Regions from separate parts of the Zea mays genome. Here regions 2 and 3 are each linked to region 1. Evidence: chromatin contacts called from public Hi-C data. All regions are on one chromosome and are shown on one strand. Each heading gives the region's core, a stretch centred on a gene start, on an enhancer-like site or on the middle of the called end of the contact. The rest is flanking DNA. Distances are from core to core; before and after follow the strand shown.

Region 1 (2,548 bases), core at 32-2,531:
CTACAATTTCATTAGAAGGTCCATTTAGTCTTACTGGCAGGATCATCAAGGAGCGTCATCGTCGTCTGACATCGGACACACGGCAGAGATGCTGACCTGTATCAAGGACTAGGAGGAGGGGAACGCAAGGACCCAACACACTGTAGAGAACAAAGAGCTTAAAGGATCGTTCTTTAAGCTTTATATTGATGATGAACCAGTTGACACTCCTGAGTCCTCTCATGCATCTCAGTCTCAGTCTCAGGCACAAATGGATCCACATGTAGATGCTTAATCTCAATTAGCTAGTGTAAATTTGTAATAGCTATATATCTATATAGACATGTGTGCCTATATGATTGTATAAGAACTATGAACTGTGATGTATATGTATAGGAAAACACGGGCTGGAAATGAACCAAGCTCGCCTCAGCTCGGCCTTTGCACTACAGGCCAACCGGGCTGACCGTGCTGGCATGGGTGCCCAAACAACAGACTCAGACAGTCAGACAGCTGTCCGGCCATAGACAACTTCGTGCACGTGCCGAGAAACAACAAAGTTTCTCCAGGTGACACGACGGCGACGACCGTACGTGGAATCCAAGCTAGCACACGTACTCCGCATCCTGAGCCGAGAGAGAAAAAACTGGACGAGTACGAGTACGATGCATACGTGTCCATGTGGAAGCGTGCTGAGGAGTTTTCGCTGCACTGTGCCGTGGCGTAGGCACCATGCCGATCGAGAGGCTTCGCGGCGGTCGGGCTTTTGCTCGGCGCCTGTCCGCCCGGTCGTCATTGCCTGCCGCTGCCGGCGAGGCTGGTGCAGCGGCTATTGCTCGTGAGTGGGACAGGCAATATCGTAAGAGCCGGGTCAGGCCGCCTGAACGTGGACGGCACCCATACCCAGGTGAGCTCACGATAGGAAGAGAGAAAGAGGGGATGTGGAGATATGGGCACGTCGTCTTCGATGTGTGCCAAGATAAACTCTGCACGACTGTAAATGGTTCAGCGATGATGGACCTATTAGCGCTGGCACTCTCGAGATCTGGTGTGCGTGGCCTCAGTTTTGGTGATCTGCGATGCGGACGCGATGAATGTCGCATGACTTGTCTGCTAGCTTGTTGCAAGTATACTTACTATATACTATGTACTGTATAAAAATGGATCCGAGACAGTCCATATCCCGGGACACGTACGTACGTACGTACATGATCCCTGTAACCCACCACATCCAGTGGCAGTGCTGCCGGCTCGCTTCATCAATTTTAGAATGGTAACAGAGCCTATCAGCTCTGTTCCCCCAGTAGACACCTAAACTTTGCCACATAGCCAATAACGGATCGGATCGCCTTCGTACTTTTCCTACTTGCTATCTCCAGCGCTAGGCTATCAGCTAGCACTAGCAGCGCCGTCACTGTTCGAAGAGATCAGCGCAGCGAACTCGCAGCCGAGAGATCGATCGAGGCCGGCCGGGGCCGAGATGGGCAGCGTCGGCGTCGGTTGCGGCTCGCCGGACGAGGAGCAGCAGACCGAGGGCAGTGGCCCTCTGCCGCCGCCGGCTGTCTGCGTCACGGGGTCCACCGGCTACGTCGGCTCCTGGCTCGTCCGCACGCTGCTGCGGCGAGGCTACCGCGTCCACGCCACCGCCAGGGACACAGGTATGTATGTATGTATGTACACACGGCGCGCGCGCGTGCGTGCGTCGGCGCTGCACATGGCCGAATAACTCTGATGTTGGCGCTGACCATATGGCCGAGCTCTGATGCCGGCGGCGTTGCGCGCGCGGTGCACCGGTGCCGGTGGTGTTGCACGCACGCAGGCAAGGCCTTGCAGGTGCTCGCCGTCGTGGAAGAAGGGAGGGACCGGCTCAGGGTGTTCAGGGCCGACATGGGCGAGGAAGGGAGCTTCGACGCCGCCGTCACGGGATGCGTGGCGCTCTTCCACGTCGCGGCCTCCATGGACCTCCACGTATCACCCGCCCATCAGGACAACCTCGGTGAGTCGTTGTGAACTTGTGATACAATACAGATACACATGTGAAGTTGTCGACAGCAGCGCGGCTAGCTCAGTTCACTCCATCCGTTCTGCGCAAATGCATGCTCCAAGTCATAAATACTGATACAGTCTGAAAATCTATCTACTCCCCCCCCCCCCCCCCCCCCTGCACATATAAAAACATGCGTTACAATATTATTAGGAACAAATTTTATTAAATAAATCTTCAAAACTACATACCACACTAATTTTTAAGTTACTTGCCTATACATTGCAACAAAAATCAATCAATTAGTATAGGAACCAGAATACGTAAAAATCTTTGATTTTTAGTACCGGTATGGGTTTTCTTGAGTACCAGTATGTAGCAGGCGATTATTTTAACTAAAAATACCACTGGCACTTTATAACTAAATTCGTCTGTAAAAATTAAACACCACTGTGGGTTTAGAGCTCTTTTCTACTAGTGGTTTTAAGTTTGTTCTAAGTTAAACTATTTAAATTTTGACAAACAATATATATAAATTGAATTATTTTAAACTAAAGGAATTATCTATTATGTCTATTATGTTAG
Region 2 (2,548 bases), core at 26-2,525, 460 kb before region 1:
GCGGACACTGCTCATTTTGAATACTCTGTAGGCATAGTCTACTGCACCACATTTTGCGTACAGGTCCACGAGTGCGGATTCAACAATGACATCTCCGCATCCTCTCATCCTCATAGAACGGCAGTGGATTTCTTTTCCTAGCTTCACTGCAGACAGACCAGCACAAGATCGCAGAAGAGTCCCTAAGCTATACCAGTCATCGTCCTGCTCCTGCATATGCATCTGTCGAAACAACGAGAGAACCTTCTCATGCTTCCCAGTTTGACAATACCCCCCAAGCAGGGCACACCATGAAACTGCATTCGGAGCCTTCATCCTGTCGAATACCTTGCGTGCATCCACCATCATACCACACTTGGCATACATGTCAAGTGTGCTGCTCTCCACGATGACGTTCCCACACAGGCCACGTGTCACAACCTGCGCGTGTGCCTCCCTACCCTGCCTCGCTCTCTTCATGTTCCCAAGCGCCGACATCATAGAGCCAAATGTGCAGCCGTCCGGCCAAACCCCATCTGTCCTGAGCATAGCCTGAAACCACCGCAGGGCCTCGTCGAACCAGTCGTTCCGCACGAATGCTGATATCAACGACGTGTAGCATATCCCATCCGGTGCGCGCATTTCCTCGAACGCCTTCCGCGCGTCGCCCGGCGCACCCGAGTGGCCGTACATGTCCACGAGCGCGCTCAGCACGACGCCATCGTCGCCGTACCCTCGCACAACGGTGGTCCCGTGCACGCAGGCTCCCGCGCGGAGGTCGTGCAGCACGGCGCACGCCTTGGCGGAGGCGGAAAGCGCGTGCGCGCTGGGGGCGACGTCGTCGTCAGCGCCGTAGCCGCCGGAGGCCATGGTCCTGAGCTGGAGGAGCGCGCGGCGCGGGAGACCCGCACGGAGGAATGCAGCGAGGACGGAGGAGTGCGCGACGACGTCGCGGCGGGGCAGGTCGTCGAACGCCCTGAGCGCGTGAGGCAGGTGGTCCGGGAGGCGGACGTAGAACGCGAGCAGCGCGTTAGCAAGGTAGCGGTCCGCGAGGAGGCCCGCACGCGCTGCGCGGGCGTGGAGGCTGTAGCCGAGGCGCGGGGGCAGCGGGCGGTGTAGGAGGACCGCGGCGAGCGGGAGCGGCGAGGAGGAAGCAGAGCCGGCGGCGAGGCGCGCGGCGGCGGGAAGGTCGCGGGACTCCAGGAGGCGGAGGACAGCACCCACGTCGTGTGGCACGGCTGGGGGCGGCGGCATCGTGTTTTGATGACGGGAGCACAGCGCGCCGGCGGCGAGGAGTCACCGCGGCCAAAAATTGCGGTTCCATCTATTCTACCTGGCGAAGCCCAAGCAGTGCAAACAGCCCACAAAAGCCCAAGCAGCGCAAAGAGGCCCATACAAATCTAGGTTTTCTTCTGTCGCAGAGCAAGAGGATATAAATAATCACCTGACGCCTGCCTCTTCCTACATAGGGTTCCGACTACTGCCGCCGACGGCGTCGATGCATCTACATATGAGTACTCTCGCCGCCTCTTTTTTTTAACTTGGATCACCTATTTTTGATTTGAACATTCAAGCTTCGTCGTGTATCAAGATTGTTTCTTTTATTTTATGTGTGGAATGGTTGATTTTTGCGATAGGAGCGGTGATGAGCAATCTTTGTGGACTAGAGTTTCTGATACTACGAAGGTAGTATTTGACGACCAAACCCTTGGCTGTCTGAGCTCCCAATTCACAGTCTTAGCCTTTTTTGCTGTTCATATATGTACTAGACTAGTGGTCTTTATTTCCTGTTATAATGCTATGGTATAGTGAGATTTTGAGCAATGATGAACAACTGTGTTTTGGACTAGAGTTTCTGATGCTACTACTTCGTTGGTGGTAGTTGAAGACCAAACCCTTGGCTGTCTGAACTCATCTCACAAACCATCATTATGCTTGTTGGTTCTTCGTAGTTATTAAAAATATATTTTGTTGCATGCGTCCATTACCAATTCCGGAGGATGATTTTGTTCCCTCACGGTATAATGGCTCGGGCGCAACATGCTATTCTCTTGATGTGCGGTCATATCCTTATTGGTTGCGTTCTTATGCCAATCCGGCCCTGGAAAGCTCGCATATAGTATTGACATGTTAAATATTCTACATTTTCCCCCATTTGTTTCAGGATCTAAATGATGTGAAACTTTGAAAGGGAAAGCGTCCAATCTGTTCGATTGTGATGTACCATGACAGTTCTTTCATATTGAATAGGAAGATCTGATAGATTCTTGAAACTTGTTTTTGATTCTTTCCTCTGTTTAGAGATGTGGATGATGACAACACAATTAAAATACAGTTATCCCTGTCTGATTCCTTCAAAAAGGGTGCTGAGAACATTTTTCTGACACATTTCTTTATTTTATTTTCAATAGTTGGTAGAAAAAATAGCTGTTTTACTATTATCGTTGATCTTGGCCTTTGATGACATGATGGTTACAGACGAGGCAAAATTTTGTCTAATCTGTTGATATTTATCATGAACTAGGACGGTCTGAGGCCATTTGGTGACATATGGGTCTTTACCGCAATT
Region 3 (2,548 bases), core at 33-2,532, 270 kb after region 1:
ACATACAGGTAAGGCATAATAAAGATGACACAGAAAAGAAAGCAGGGTTCAAATACAAACATCATTATGCTCATAATACACTATTTGGCGCCAAATTTTGTTTCCAGTTAGTCATATGTATTGTGTGATGTGGGGTAATTCAGGCATAAATATATATAAACAAAATCAGTGGCACATTGAGGGCAACATAATTTCTTCAGTTGACATTTTGACCGCTTCAAAAGCAACATAATTTCCTCAGTTAACAAACTAAATAAAGAGTACTCGAACAAATTTTACCACATGAAACACAGCATACTCTCTATTAGCACTAAAAGGCAAACATGTGCATAGTTGTATATGCAAAAAGGACAATACCGGATTACCAATGACAAAGGAAATTCTCTTACTTAAATTAATCCCAATCAGTTAATCTATTTGGCGCACTCAAATCTTACCATTTAAGCTTCCATGCAAGATAAAAATAAAAAAAGAAGGTAGACGAAATTCAATATGGACACGGTCTAAATTTAGTGTGTGTCGTGGAGCAAATAGAAACTTAATGTAATATGAAATCTAATAAGGGCGAGTTTGGCATAGTTCTACTCCAAAACTTTGGGTGAAGTATATCTGCTCCGAAGTGTAGATTGCTTTCTCATAACCAGTGCATTGGATGTGTCTTGATTGTTTTTGAAGGATTTTTCAAAGTAGCAAAAAATGTACTCCAAAAAATTATACTACAACTCTCAAAACTCTATAGAGTTTGCAACTCTAGAATTAGGGTGTTTAGTTGACTTTGTCCAGGTCTTCCTTAAAGTTTTGCTCTAGAGTGATGTCAAACACCCCTAAACATAGTCATATTAGAAGCCTGGTTTGTCATCCTTGAAAATGCACAATTAATAACAATGCAAAGGTAATTTTCCATTTCATTGCATCCAATCCATACAGACTAGCTCCAAAACCGTAATGCAAGCTCGAATGTCCCTAGAACAATTCCATCCGACCGCGCTTTGCAACGCTATCCAGAAACTCCAGAGTAAAATCTTTCACCAGAACAGCTACTTATTATCTACCAAACCATCAGCAGAACGGAACGGAATTGGGAAGCAGGAACAGACCCCAGGCTGCGGCGCGGAGTAGGTGGCGAGCCGGTTGCCCCAGAAGCTGCTGCTGCTCGCCGTCGCCGCGCCTAGCGCGGAGATGGAGAGCGACGCCATGGCGCCCTGCAGCGATGCCATCCCAGCCATCCTCTCGCCGCTCTCCCTCTCTCACTGGACTTGCTCAGCGCCCAAACTGCTCAAAGGATAACGCACGCGGCTTCTTCGAGTTGCCCGGAACCGGAAGAGAGAGGATAACGCGCTCTTGTATTCTGACGCTGGTGGGTTGGGCCTCGTCACTAAATGAGACAGGCCTCAGGTGAGGCACAGATGGGCCTGGAAGACGCTTAGGTGATCCAGTGAGGCCCATGGGTGCTCGTTCTACCGCCGTGAGAGGCTACAGGCTAGGGCCTCGGCTCCACGAGCGAGCTCCGCACGCATCAGCTGATCAGCATCACTGCATCAGCTATCAGGACGACAGGACGAGGACGGCGGGGTCAAGGCTCTCTTTCTCTCTCCCTCCCTCTCTGCGTGTCTCCTCGCACGCTACGCGAGGCCACGCGAGATTGCTTGGGAGATGCGTGCCCGCCTCCAGATTCCCCGTTCCAGCGCCGAGGCGCGCAAGCTACGCGACGGTTGCTGAGGCAAGCGAACCCCCTACTCCAGTTTTTCACTTTGCTGTTGTGTAAAATAAAATTCGCGTTACAGAGACAGAGACAGTTTGGGCGATGGAGGGTAGGTGGATGGCGGTGACATCGAAGCTTTGCGCTTTTGCTGCTGCAGGTCCCATCCTGCACCGAGAAAGGGTGGGATGTCAATCGGATTTCTCTATTGCAAATCATGGTTGCAAGTTAGACGTGTTTACCTCAGATCTTTTTCTCCAGAGACATTGGGTATCTCTTTTCTCATAGTGGACTACATTTCTCCCCCTCGAAGTCAATATCTCTTTCTTCGACTTTTCATTGCTGGCAGTTCTGCGCATGTCCTAAATCCTTGAATCATAGTAGGACATCCATGACAGATCACATAAACAACACGGCCAATACATCACTGGGCAGTTGGGCCTCGGCTCCTATCGCCGTCATCTAACTACCATCTAGGGAATCAGGAATGGTCCTGCCGTGCAAGCAAACCTTTAACGTTCCCCATGGGATAAGCATGTGACTATGCAAATGCCCGACACAAATTATATCTTATTATGGTTAAGAATCTTGTGTTTATTTTTCTCTTTCTCCTTTTCTATTCGCCACATGTGTTGAGATAACTATGCAAATCGTGACATGAAGTTTTGTTTCTATGTGGCGCTACCAAACAAAATGGATAAGGAAATGTGTGGCTTTTTTCCATGATAATTGCGACAGTTTCATTTCGTAGCTATCTGTTCCTCGTGGCCATAGTAATGCTTTGCACTTTGTTAATTTTGTAAGAAAAGAAATGGCATGATCTAATAATAAGGCCTTCTCTCTATGTGG

Evidence for each region. Hi-C and Micro-C count contacts between places; a contact is called where the count stands out from the background.
Region 2: a Hi-C map of tassel shows a contact between it and region 1, with 2.1 times the contacts expected there. The contact joins the promoter of LOC103626319 here to the promoter of LOC100284504 in region 1. A contact is called at or near these places in 2 of 25 Hi-C or Micro-C datasets (ear and tassel).
Region 3: a Hi-C map of tassel shows a contact between it and region 1, with 3 times the contacts expected there. The contact joins the promoter of LOC100273201 here to the promoter of LOC100284504 in region 1. A contact is called at or near these places in 3 of 25 Hi-C or Micro-C datasets (bundle sheath, endosperm and tassel).

The regions. Positions count from the first base shown.
Region 1 is chr5:49,862,293-49,864,840 of Zm-B73-REFERENCE-NAM-5.0, forward strand. It overlaps LOC100284504 (dihydroflavonol-4-reductase), which reads left to right and starts at 1,282. Exons shown (of 6, transcript NM_001157399.1): 1 at 1,282-1,637; 2 at 1,799-1,975. The coding sequence starts at 1,460.
Region 2 is chr5:49,404,598-49,407,145 of Zm-B73-REFERENCE-NAM-5.0, forward strand. It overlaps LOC103626319 (pentatricopeptide repeat-containing protein), which reads right to left and starts at 1,276. Exons shown (of 2, transcript NM_001364072.1): 1 at 1-1,276. The coding sequence starts at 1,233. LOC100277243 (a long non-coding RNA gene) reads left to right here and starts at 1,455. Exons shown (of 1, transcript NR_157080.1): 1 at 1,455-2,360. LOC111589450 (small nucleolar RNA snoR20a) reads left to right here and starts at 2,433; the gene lies at 2,433-2,516.
Region 3 is chr5:50,137,166-50,139,713 of Zm-B73-REFERENCE-NAM-5.0, forward strand. LOC100273201 (50S ribosomal protein L24, chloroplastic-like) reads right to left here and starts at 1,283. Exons shown (of 4, transcript NM_001147644.1): 1 at 1,098-1,283. The coding sequence starts at 1,226. LOC100279909 (Putative beta-glucosidase 41) reads left to right here and starts at 1,602. Exons shown (of 15, transcript NM_001152861.1): 1 at 1,602-1,720.